Linked DNA regions of Mus musculus: all the other regions are linked to region 2. A link is a contact called in public ChIA-PET data. All regions are on one chromosome and are shown on one strand. Each heading gives the region's core, a stretch centred on a gene start, on an enhancer-like site or on the middle of the called end of the contact. The rest is flanking DNA. Distances are from core to core; before and after follow the strand shown.

The links. ChIA-PET counts read pairs in DNA pulled down with a chosen protein or histone mark.
Region 1: an RNA polymerase II ChIA-PET map of memory CD8 T cells shows a contact between it and region 2, with 106 read pairs. The contact joins two enhancer-like sites. A contact is called at or near these places in 2 of 115 datasets of contacts at active chromatin or transcription factors (memory CD8 T cells and thymic regulatory T cells).
Region 3: an RNA polymerase II ChIA-PET map of memory CD8 T cells shows a contact between it and region 2, with 66 read pairs. The contact joins two enhancer-like sites. A contact is called at or near these places in 1 of 484 Hi-C or Micro-C datasets (CD4 T cells), 1 of 115 datasets of contacts at active chromatin or transcription factors (memory CD8 T cells) and 1 of 9 other capture datasets (adipose tissue).

Annotation. Positions count from the first base shown.
Region 1 is chr3:69,204,084-69,208,424 of GRCm38.p6, reverse strand. No RefSeq gene overlaps it. Among named protein-coding and RNA genes, the nearest start is that of Arl14, 16 kb to the left of the region's middle. Within about 2 kb of position 2,579, at least 126 of the 459 cell types and tissues checked have an H3K27ac peak or open chromatin away from gene starts, as enhancers often do. A contact at or near this core is called in memory CD8 T cells and thymic regulatory T cells, where this site is marked.
Region 2 is chr3:68,972,934-68,977,041 of GRCm38.p6, reverse strand. All of the region lies in intron 5 of Ift80 (intraflagellar transport 80), which reads left to right. Among named protein-coding and RNA genes, the nearest start is that of Ift80, 30 kb to the left of the region's middle. Within about 2 kb of position 2,526, at least 37 of the 459 cell types and tissues checked have an H3K27ac peak or open chromatin away from gene starts, as enhancers often do. A contact at or near this core is called in memory CD8 T cells and thymic regulatory T cells, where this site is marked.
Region 3 is chr3:69,169,576-69,173,898 of GRCm38.p6, reverse strand. No RefSeq gene overlaps it. Among named protein-coding and RNA genes, the nearest start is that of Gm1647, 41 kb to the right of the region's middle. Within about 2 kb of position 2,513, at least 51 of the 459 cell types and tissues checked have an H3K27ac peak or open chromatin away from gene starts, as enhancers often do. A contact at or near this core is called in memory CD8 T cells, where this site is marked.

The DNA.
Region 1 (4,341 bases), core at 1,330-3,829, 230 kb before region 2:
GGGTATCTCAGTCTATGAAGGTGAGGAAGGAAGGCTTACTCTGTGTCAGCAGGGCTATGATGCAGCCTATAATCCCTCCTCCTTGTAGTTGAGGCCAATTTCTCCCTTTTAATTTTTGTCTTTTGATTTTAGAGACAGGGTTTCACTGTGGAGCCCTGACTGTTTTTGCAGCTCACTCTGTAAACCAGGCTGGCCTTGAGCTCACAGAGATCCACGTGCCTCTGCCTCCATAGTGTTGGAACTAAAGGCGTGCGCCACCAGCTTTTTTCTCTCTTCTTATCTTTAATACTCAGTCGTGATGTAAGAAAACGAGTGATTAAGCAGCTCCAGTATTGAAAACCTAATCCCAACCATAAATCCAACAGAATGTGGTATCCCCAACCCCTCTCTCTCCAGGGTCTCCCCGTGTAGTCTTGGCTATCCTGGAACTCACGACTGCTGGCCTTGAACTCACAGAGATCTGTACGCCTCTGCTTCCCAAGTGCTGGGATTAAAGGGTGCAACAGTTAGGCTCAGTATCAGAATGTACCTGTCGTCTAGAGCTCTCTCACTACTGCTCACTCTGGCTTTTCCATGCTTTATCTGTATGTCAAAACTTTTATTTCTCAGTAAAACACATAATCAAGCTTATTATAAAAAATGTTTACATTAAACCCACTATAAAGTTTAAACAGCCTTGTTTATTTTGTTGGAATAGAGTCTTACATAGTCTCAAATTCACTATGTAGTCAACCATGACCTTGAATTCAGGGTCCTCCTTCCTCCAGCTCCAGTAGATTGAGATTACATCACAGCCCACCTGGTTGAAAGGGCAAACATTTAGAAGGAAGATCTAAAGTTCATGAAAAGTTTGTATCATAGGACTGTCTCTCTATTCTATTGTTGACATTTTTATCTTTTTAGTTCCAAGGGTTGACAGAAATCACTATGTGTTCAGAAAATACCTTTGTGTCAGAAATTAGACAAATATTTATTAATTGCCATGAGCCAGGACCTAGAAGGATGGTGTTCACCGTGCCTAAGAAAGTCTCATGGAGGATCCGTGACTCAGTCTCGGGCTGAGGAGAGCTTTTCTGGAGGCTGTTTCAATGCTAAGTTTAAGGCCAGCAAATTTTGCAGAGGAAAGGCACAGAGAAATTCAACACTTCTGTGATTATTTGGACCTTTGTGTCAGCTTCTTGGAGCCCACAGCTCTCCTGACCAGGAGAACACTTCTCCTGTGAAGTAGTGCCTCCTTGGGGATTTGAACAAAAAGGACCCTGAGGGGGTCTCGACACCTGCTGTTCCTGCTGGACTCTCAACTCTGGGTGGAGGGTGTCCTCTGCTCCCTGGATTATTTGCAGAAATCAGAATGGTGGCCCAGCCACGAGTCTCCTCAGCCTCCTTGGACTGTTAGCTCATTGCACGTCCTCATATTCTTACCAATGACTGCTTTCTTGCTCACCTACAAATGGTCTCTAGAATCCTACCCTCTGGATACCTAGTGACTAGGTGCCGACTCCAACACAGCCTACTCAAACATCAGATGTGATTTTCACAAAGGAGAGGAAAAAGATTCATCTGCCAGCTGTAAGCCAGAGCATCAAACAAACACAAATTCTAAAGATTTATTTTACTTTTAATGGTGTGTGTGTGTGTGTGTGCGCGCGCACGTGTGCATGCGTGCACATGCCCATGTACGTGCCCATGACTTTGTGAGGGCATGTGCCCATGAATGCAGAAGACAGAGCTATCTGATCCCTGCAGCTGGAGTTACAGATGGTTTGGCTGAGAACCAAACCTGAAAACGTAGTGCTTGCTTTATCTGCTGAGCTCTCCCTCCAGGCCCATATAAACAATATTTAATATTAAAATGCCACTAATATACTATTTCCATCAAATGTAATAATACCCACTGAGCCCAAAAGTGTAAGGGACTCACCAAAAAGTCCTGTATCAAGTGGACTATAAAAAAAATTACAGACGTCATATCCATTTAGAAAACCTAGAGATTGGGTGACAGGCTTGCATTGCAGCCAGCCACACCCATCAGTATAGAAAGTAGCTTTCGTCTTAGCCAATGATAACAGAGAAAGATGCTCATTCAAAGTAGCGATAATAACTGTAAATCATCTAGACATTTTCTCACTAACACATGCAGAGAATCTGTATGAAGAAAATATCACAACTTTATAGCTGTTCACAAAAATAACTGAATAGAAACCATGCCTCACTAATTTATGAGTTAAATTCAGTCCTAATAAGAAAATAATTGCTTGCAAATATTTATAGAGCATTTAATCATACATGTTACCAAGCTCTGGATATGCGGGGAGGAATGTCTCTCAAGGGCAAGCAGGAAGCAGGAGAGGAAATAGACAAACTTATCATATCTGATCATCAACGGTGCTGTGGGGTTGACAGTGCTGATGGTTGACTAAAAATAGTAAGCAGGAGATGTAACACTCCTGTGACTAGGCTGATGGGTGTCAGCCTCACAGAGGAGGTGGCACGAAAAGTGGCTTATGACAGACAACAGAAGTGAGATCAGAGCTCTAATGCCGCATTGGTCAGAGAGAGCTAGGAGACGGAAGCCCTGGGCTGCAGTTGGAACCTTGTCAACAAGGGGAATTCTGGGGAACATGAGACAGCAGTTTTTAAAAAGGTCAGGAGTTGTACAGAAATTGTAGGTCACAGGGAGGGGCTTGGAGTTTATTCTAGATTCTTCTTGGAAGGCACTGGACAGTGGTGAGCAGGGAAACCCCTTGTGAGGACTATCCTGGCTGCTGTGTAGCAAGCCAGCAGTGGGGCTAGGCAATGTGGAGGCAGGGGTCTGGGCTGATGACTCTCAAAGCTGTCTTCCTTGGAGATGATGCCATACCAGACTAGAGGAGCAGGGACAGGAAGTGGAATCTGATCAGACTCAAGGCTCAAGGTGTAAATTAGGAGGACTCCAGAGGGGGAGGGGGACTTGCTGGATAGGGGTGAAAGATGGAGGCTTCAGATAGCCCTTGAGTTTCGATTTTATCTAAACAACAGGGAAATGATGTCGTCATTTACTGAGAGAATGGGGGAGGAGGCTTTAAGAAGAGTAACCAGGGCTAAAACGCTAGGTCTGTATAAAACCTGCACAAGCAGACAGAAGAGACAGTAAACAGAGAGAAACAAATGCAACCATGGAAAATATGCAGTGTGTTTTTTTTAAATCAAGCCAAATAGGAAGTATACCTGCCTTTTATTAAATATTTGGCAAGTAAAACACATGCAACACAGACACAACTTTTCATGAAAATATTTTCAGAAAGTTCAGAGAAACAATTATATAGACATAGATTCAGACACAAACTATATATGCCACTATGGTGATGTGTTCTTAAAGATTTTTTTGTCTCCAACTTTCCTTTGAAGGAAATGTTGAAGGTAATGGCTGCACAGCAGGCAAGGGAGTCTGGGAGTTTGATGCTGCGGCAGATGACATCTCTAGCTGGCCTCCCCACCCTTTAGTTTCTTCATATGAGGAATACCAACCCTGGTGTGTGTGCCCACTTTAACAGTGTTGGTCTCTATTACTTGAAACCAAATAGAATTCTTTTTCTTTTTTTTTTTAAGATTATTTTTGAGTGTGTGTGTGTGTGTGTGTGTGTTTCTTGAGTGTAGTGGTACCCTCAGAGGCCAGAAGAGTGTATTAGATTCCTAGGAGCTCAAGTTATAGGTGGCTGTGAGCTGCCCAATATGGGTGCCAGGAACCTCACTCAAGTCCTCTGAGAGAGGAGCATGCACTTTTAAGGTCTGAGCTGTCTCTCCTGGCTCATGTATTCCAGGTTGGGGTGGAACTTCCTATATAGCTGAAAATGAGCTCAAACATTTGATTTCTCTGCCTCCGTCAATTCAGCGGGAGGGCTGAAGGCACACGACACCACACCCAGTTTATGCTGTCCTTGAAATCAAACTCAGGACTTTGTGCATACGGTAGACACTCTGCCATCTGAGCTATATCTGGCCCACCACATAGAATCCTTAACAAAACAGGAAACTTCTCAGTGTCTAGTGTTAGCAAACTTCTACCATATATTTGGGAACCAGGCACACCATGGGGTGAGGTGGGGAACGGGAGGAACAGCAGATCTAAACCTAAGAAAGCTCAACGATAAAAGCAGACCAGGCTGGAGGCGTGACTCGGGAAGTTAAGAGCGCTGGTTTCTCTCCCTAGAGGATGCAAGTTCAATTCCCAGCACCTACAGAAGGCAGCTCACAGGAGATTTGGTACTCTTCTGCCTCCACAGACTCTTGCATGTGCATGCACATACCATATGCATATATGTGCAGTTAAAATTCTTTTTAAAATTTAAAAAGAAAGAGGGG
Region 2 (4,108 bases), core at 1,277-3,776:
GTCAAATATTTTGTAGCTTGTACAGCAGTTCCTTCAGTTTTCCGTGACCCCGGTGTGAAGCTTGGTGAGTCTGATGGATGTATGGCTTAGCAAACTCCTTAGGTAGGACGGTGCAGCCTTCGGAGGTCAGCAACCCTCTGTCTCTTCTGTAAACTCCTTGGCATTTTGCCTGATGTCATTTGTCTTCAGCGGTATATTCCGGAATGGCTGGGAGCACAGGGTGCAGCAAAGCTACCAGGTTGTCAGCAGTAGAAGTTTGGGCTTTATCAGCTAGCCTGTTCCCTCAGGCTATTTCTCGTCCCTTTCTGATGCCCAGAGCAATGAATTATTTGAGAGGAAGCCATAATGTCTCCAATAAAGCAAGTATTCCTTCTTTATTTTTGATGTTTTTTTCCCTTTGCAGTCAATTATCCCCTCTCTTGGTATACGGATCCATGTAATGTACGTGAGCCATAGCAAAGGCATATCTACTGTAGCTATGGCTCCCTTTGTCAGTTTTAAAGCCTGAGTTAGAGCCGTTAGTTCTGTTTTCTGGGCTGAAGTTTCTGGTGGCAAAGCAATTGCCCAAATAACAGAGTCCAAGTCCATTACCTCCACCCCTGCACACCCGATTCCATCTGGGTAAAGCTGCTCCCATCTGTGAAGTAGATACGTTCCACATCTGGCCAGGGTATGTCAGTTAAGTCTGGCCTGGTATTCTGGGTGTGCCTCAGAACTGTGGAGCAACCATGCTGACTGCCTTGCCCTGTAACAAAAGAAAACAACGCACCAGAAACCCTGAGTGGGACAGGAGGAGGAAGTGATTATCCGTGAGGAACGTGCTCTAGTTCGTTGTGAGAGAAGAGGAAACAGGAGGAGATTGGGACTTGTAGAGGGTGGCCAGTGAGGCTGTTTCTGAAAGGTCCTTTGTTAATGAGGGTAGGATTTAAGAGAAGCACTGAGGCGGCCATTGGGGGAGGCGTGGGGCATAGTTCTAGGAGGGGCTGAGCAGGGTGGCTTCCCTGTAAGAGATAGAGGGTGGGTACCCTGTAAGAGATAGAGGGTGGCTACCCTGTAAGAGATAGAGGGCCAGAGGAATAAGAGATTCTGGTGGAGCAATATAGAGTTTGAGTTTTTAGGTATCTTTGGGGGAAATGGAAATGTGTTGAAGATCAGAAATAAAGGCTAAAATTTAACTTGGGAGTGGTTACATAGGTAAAGATGAAGTCATATGGAAGTGGGGAGGTAGAACCTGAGGAAACAAATGCTGTTATTTAAGTTTTTGTTTTGTTTTTTATCTTGACCCAGTGACACATATAAGTGAGTTGCTTTGCTGGAATGAGGCCCACTTGATTATCTGTCTTTTGCAAGTAGAGTGAAAGCAAAATGTGGTTTGTTTTTAATTTAATTTAGGTTTTTTTTTTTAAATTTACTCACTTTACATTCTGCTTACTGCCCCCTCCTGGTCACCCCTCACACATTTCTTGCCCCCTTCCCTTCTCTGAGCTGGGGCGGGGTGGGGGTGGGGGGCTAGGTATCCCCCCATCCTGGCATTTTAAGTCTCTGTGAGGCTCAGCACTTCCTTTCCCACTGAGGCCAGACAAGGCAGCCCATCTAGAAGAACATATCCCACATACAGGCAACAGCTTTTGGCATAGCAAACCCCCTCCCCCCACCTGGTTCCAGTTGTTTGAGACCCCCATAAAAACCAAGTTGCACATCCAGATGAGTGGAAATGTGATTGTTTTGACAGGATCTTGCAGAGTGACCCGCTTGTCTGAAGGCCGTGCGTGCTGGGATTACAGGTGTAGGCCACTGTTGCTTAGCTGGCAAATTAGTTCTTGAGTGCTTTCTACTATGAACAGCAAAGAAGCGAATGTTGACAGTTTACAAAGCCTTTGCTAGTGCACTGGTAAACAGGGACTGTTCAGTTAGTGCTAGGCTCCATTTTACGTATTTCCATCCACTCTGTAAATCCATATTAAAATCTAGGCAAAGACAGCCACTGTATCACATTAGCGAGTATTTTGTTTCTAATACATCTTTTAGTAACAGAAAAACAACACTTTTAGGGGATACTGTTATGGTATGAATGTGAAAAACATGGTACGTTTGACCAGGTACTTCCTTAAAACAATGGAAATACATTTTCTCAACTCCTCTGTGGTTTAAAATGCTTTCAAGGGTTGAAAGAATTTAGATAATTTGTTTTACAGAGAGATAAGGGTCTGACATTTAACACAACCCAGGTGCATGTGGTTTCTTAAAAAATGTCAAAAAGATCACATGACTTTAGTGTACTAAGTCAGAAAAACAAGCTCGTGAATGTTTTAACTGAAATGGAGCATAAAAATTTCCTTAACAAAAAGCCAGAATTTATTACAAAATGATTATGTATTTCTATTTTTGTTAATGATAAAATTAATAACATCTTGTTACATACTTTACTAAATTCTTATTTTAAAATAACTCCATCTGCAGCCTAACTGTATTCTTGTTCTACTCTGCAAACTGAAATACAGCATGGATAGTGCTTTACTTGTTTGTTTTGTGACAGCGTCTTGATAGAGAGCCCTGGCTGGCCTTGAACTTGGAACAGACCCTTGCTACACTCTTAAGTGTTTAGCTCACACACAGGCACTACCACACCTGGCTAACTCATGCTTTAATATGTATGTTTTTAACAGTGGTTTAATATTATGAATTTGTCTCAAATGCTAGTAAGAGAGACTTATCATGAATCATTTTCTCTGTAAAGCTGTTCATCTGCCTTAATAAATGCTGTCTATCCAAAGCACCCACACCTTAGCTAATGTCTGCTTGAAGGAATGTGGCTTAAAGGCTTGTTTGTAACAAAGAAACTACATGTTTCACTTTCTTTTTTTTTTTTTAAAGATTTGTTTATTTATTCATTTTTTTTATATGAGTACACTGTAGTTGTCTTCAGACACACACCGGAAGAGTGCATCGGACCCCATTGCTGATGATGGTTGTGAGCCACCATGTGGTTGCTGGGATTTGAACTCAGGACCTCTGGAAGAGCAGTCAGTGCTCTTAACCACTGAGCCATCTCTCCAGCCCCCATGTTTCACTTTCTCAGCTTGCTTTGTTTTATTCTCTAAATCACCTTTCTGAAACACTATTACTATTTAAAAAACTGTACAGGCAGGAAATAAATTGTCTCCCTGTCCTCACATGGTGGGTGAGTATTCGGAAGGGAGGTCTGTAAACAAGGAAATGGTGATACAGCCACCTTAAGAGGCCCTCAGCTCAAAAGCCAAGGGAGGAGGAGGGTGAACACATCCCAGGTCCACATCCTACAGCACAGCTAAAGGCCCAGAGTCACATCCTGTGCAACTCAATGGGAGCTGGCACTACAGAATTATTTCTGTCTACAACTCAGCAAAGTATACTCTTACTGACAGTTGTGAGTGTATGATAATTTATAAATTAAAATATATTAATTTCCCCTTTGCACAAAATATAAGTATAATAATGGAAATTAGAAAGCACATACTAGTTTTCTATAATCCTAACTACATTCTTTGTTTTAATTTAAATGTTTTGAGAATTTTATACATGAGTATAGTACATTTGCTTCATTTCTTCCCTGATCATCTACCCTCCCCTACTCCTCCCACACCCCCTCCTTTGAAGTCATGACCTGTTCTGTAATTATTCTTAGTTTTGTTTTTTACGTTTTGTTTCTAACAGTGTCTCACTGTACACCATTGGCTGATATCAAACTCAATATGTAGATCCAGCTGGCCTTGAACTCACAGAGATCTGCCTGCCTGTAACTTCAGAGTCCTGGTAATAAAGGCATATATCGCCTTCATGTGTGATGTTGTTGTTGCTGTGTGTATACAAAATGTACTGTTGTGTTTGTACACAGCCTACTGAGTTCCTTTAGGATTGCTTATATGCCAATCACTCCAGACTGCATAACTATCAGAGGCTCCTTTCTGCAGAAAATGTATTTTTCCTCTCAACAGCCATTGCCCGTCTTGTAGCTCTTCATTTAGGGGTAGGATGTGATGAAATTTTTCCTCATCCACATTGGCATGTGGACTGGTTGGTATACAGGTGTAGACTACCATACTGTTTAGACTTCATGGCTGCAGTCATG
Region 3 (4,323 bases), core at 1,264-3,763, 200 kb before region 2:
CAGGAGTAACTGTTTCCTTAAAATCATACAAAATAATTCTCAAATTTGAACTCTGAAAGTGTGCAAGTGTTTGACTTCACTTTGCGCTTTGCTTTGTTTTAGACAGTATCACATGTTGTAGCTTAGGCCTGGAGCTCACTCATAGCTGTCTGCATGCACTGGCTTCTCCAAACCTGAGATTAAAGTGTGACCCACCATAGTTGGCTTTAGTAAGATTCAGTAAGACATCTCCTTGGCCATGGGATTATTTCTTGACTGTGCTATACCAAATCTGCTGCTAGCTTCCTCTATGGGGTGGCCCCATGCTCCACACCCTCGGCTTTGCATATGACACTATCTCTGTCCTTCCAGAATGTGGCTTTTAATGAGATTTATATCCCGCTCTTCACAGGAAAACTTAGCTGCAGACTGACTGCAAAGTGAACCTATGGCCCTTAGGATCAATGCATATGGAAACTTGACAGTTATTGCCAAAATGCTTCTCCCGGGGTCCACCTGATGCTCCCTGAAGGACAGAAAGTATCTGTTTTCCCGAAGCCTCACAGACACAACAGAAAGTTCTTTCTGCCCTAAATTTTTAAAACACTTTTGAGATTTACTTAATTTTATGTGCATGAGTGTTTTGCCTGCATGTATGCATGTGCACCACATGGTGCCTATGGAGGTCAGGGCATCCAAGAAGGTGTTGGGTCCTCTGGAGCTAGACTTACAGGTGGTTGTGAGCCACCACGGGGGCACTTGAAACTGAACCCGGGTCCTTTGCAAGAACAAGTACTCTTGTCTTCCCTCTCTCCAGCCCCTACTCTGGATATTTGTAGGTCTTTATGAGAGCTGTCATCGGGAGTTTAAGCATCTCTCTGGATCACCTTTCTTGCCATGCAGCCTTTTGCTTCAATGTGGTGTGAGAAGTTGAACTGAGAGCTAACTTTGAAACCCGTTCTCACAGGCCTGAAAGTCAAGTAATGTGCAGCTTACCTGTGATAGTCTGGTGAGCTCTCTTCTCTTAAGTTTATTTTCCACTTCTGGGGGTTAAACTGTGGGTCTTCTGCCTGCTATATTCTTTCTCTCTTTGAAGACTAGTCAAGTTTTCAAATCAGAAGGAACAGAAAGTGTTAATTGATTCTCTCCATTTTTTTTGTACAATGTATAAAAGTGTACAATGGAACTTAAAGTGTTGTGGTAGTTGCTTCCATAGTTTAAGACATTTTCTCCCCATTTGCAGAAAAAAAAAGTTCATTTTCTAGGAATCAATAAATGCAGCACCATGGAACTCTTCATTTCTAATACAACTGATCCTTGAAAGTTAGCCATCTAACCTTCATATGCCCTGGAAATCTGTTTGCTGAGGGCTACTTCCATTCGAGTACTACTTTGAATGTCCACATTAACTAGACACTTTTAGTTATCAGGCTGAGTAGAGCGCCAAGGTCTTTCCAGAATTCATTGAAAATTCTCCTCCTTATGTTTTTCATAAAGGAAATGGGGGACATCTGTACTTTGTCATTTACATGTTTATTAAGGAAGACCAAGTTATTTCGGCCTTGTGCCCTGATGCCTGGAGCTCATTGCAACAACAGAGTACCTTTTATACTTACAATAGTAAGTGAAGATATACGTTAGTCCAGAATTATCTGAGTTAATAAATTTACAGTGTTGGGGCCTGAGGGATGCTGCATGGTTTCTAATGCAAACTGCTCTTGCAGAGGACCTGAGTTTGGTTTCTAGCACCCATGTCAAGTGGCCCACAACATGTAACTCCAGCGCCAGGGAGGTCCAACATATCTGACCTCCTTCCACAAAGATACACACATAATTTAAAAATAACAAAACAGATCTTAAAACTTATAGTGTTAAATTACCACCTGTCAGAATTTAAACAAATCAATGCTTTTTTTTATAAATTAAAAGAGATATCTTATACCTTTAGACTGGCAAGAAGATGTCACATTCAAGGCTAGCCTGGGCCACATAGAGAGACCCTATCTCAGAAAACAAAACCAACTAAAGTCCCTGTTGGGGGCTGAAGGTTAGGGCCATGGCTCAGTGGATAAGACTCCTTGCTGCACAAACATAGAGATCTGAGTTCAGATCCCACAACCAGGCAAAAACTGGACAAGGTTCCGAGTCCCCAGAGCTATGGGCGTGGAGATAGGAAGATTGCTGGCGCTTGGTGACAGTCAGGCTGTCTCCAAGGTCAGTGAGAGACACTGTTACAAGACAGAGACCCTGATCAATAAGGCAGAATCCCCAGTCCTATGTGTATGTGTGTCTATCTTCACCATTCTCTCTGTCTCTGTCTCTTTCTCTGTCTCTGTGTATTTCTCTCTCACCCCAACTCTCTCCCCTCTGTGTGTACGTATGTGTGTAAAATATATTGCTTATTTTCCACAAGATTTATTGTACATCTTCTTTTAAATAAATAAAAAGAAAAGAATTCTATGAAGATGGTAATGAAATGTCTCAAATGAGCAGAGAAGACAGAGAGCAAAGAGGAAGTGATGAGATCAGAGGCTGGGGTGAGGGGGAAACTGCGGGTGTGCAAGTTCACAGCAGCAGAGCTGGCACAGCAAGCTCAGAAAGCCAGCGGGAAGCAGGCAGCCAGCTCCACTCTTTCCCTGGCAATCTTCCTGATAGTCCGGTCCAGTTGGTGCTGAGCTCAGGAACCCAGAGAGACCCAGTTTGGTGTTTGAGGGGAGTCACTGAAATCTGAAAATGCAGCGTTGACTACCTCTCTCTAAAGCAAGTGATGCAGCTATCTGGGTCCAGTGTGGCCAGTGGGGAGTAGAGAGAAGCAGAGCCACTCAGGGCAAATCTATTTCCCTGCCCTTCCAGAAGCTCACTACAGTGCTGTCGGATTTTCTCAAATGAAACATGTTTAGAAACATACACACTGTGGTGCCCATTTCCCTTCACGCATGGTGGGACCGATTCACATTCAAAAGCTACCTGGAAAAATTTGCTCCGGTTGTTAGTACCAATTTTAATAATTCCTGCAGTTTAAGTGACCCCAAACAGTACTCTAGAGGCAAACATTAAATAAGAACTGAAAACACAGTTTACATCGCCTTCCGTGTTAGAAGCTCGTAATTAGACAATGTTTAATTGAGATGTCCCTCAGGTTGGTTGGTCTTAAACTCTATATGTAGTTGAAAATGATCTTGAATTCCTGATCCTTCTGCCTCCATTTCCAGGGTGAGCCAGCACACCTAGTTTTATGAGGTGTTGGGGATCGAACCTAGTGCTCTGAGCACGCAAGGCAAGTGTTCCACTGACCTTCATTCTTAGCCTAGTATTTAAAGTTTTAAAAACCTTGGCAGCTTCTGTTGTTCTACTGATCCAATGATGCACACAGCATAGGTCTTCTCTCTCTCTCATGAATGAGAAGTTATAAAGATCTGAGTAATTAACTTGATGGTCAAAGAGCAGACAGCTAGCTAAGCCAAGCTGATGTCAGCTCATGGCTCTGTTATTGCCTTCCACTTTTTCCCCACGTTGGCCTTTGGGAATCTCAACTTGCCAGTCATCCAGCATCGTTTTATAGGAGCAATGCTCCAAGTTTGCCTGGAGTGAAGGAAGATTTTGAAACCTCAAAGGAGTGGACTGTGCCTCTCCCAGGAGCAGGAAGTCCACTCTTACAGCTCTGCCTGTCTTCATCAGATGCTGTGAAGCAATGGGAATGCTCTCTCTCTCTCTCTAACTTTTTTTTTTGTTGGTTCCTTGTGAATTCCACATCATGCACTCCAACCCCACTCATCTCCCCCTCCCTCGTATCCGCCCTCTACCCCTGCTACCTCCCCCCTCTAGCAAAGAAGATAATCTCATTGTAGAAGCTATAGTGTGTCACAGTGGGTCCCACCGTACACCCTTTAGTCCACACTTCTTTGCTTGCACATGTTCAACGCAATGACTCGTTGGTCTGGTATGAGGCCTCTGACTTCTGCTGCATTAGCAATACTGGAACTTCACTGGGACTCCTCTCAGACATCCTGTTGTTATCCTGTGTCATGAAGAGTCTGCAGTTTTGGATCTGGAGGTCCAACCTCTTCATGTACTTCAGTAATTCATCAGTGGGGTAGATGTTGGGGTAGGCCAGGGAATTGACTCTTTTTACAACCTCATGAAACTCTGGATTCCAGGGAAGGTAAAAGAAATTTCTTACCTGACATGTAAAAATTCTTCAACAAAATATTTTGTTTGCTATCCTGACATTTGCTTTAAAAGAGGTGGGGGAGGGGGGTTAGATGTGCAGGCAAAGACATACATGTCCAGGGCATAGGGATGGCCCCCGCCCCCACAAATATGTTGAGGATCAGTTATGAGCAC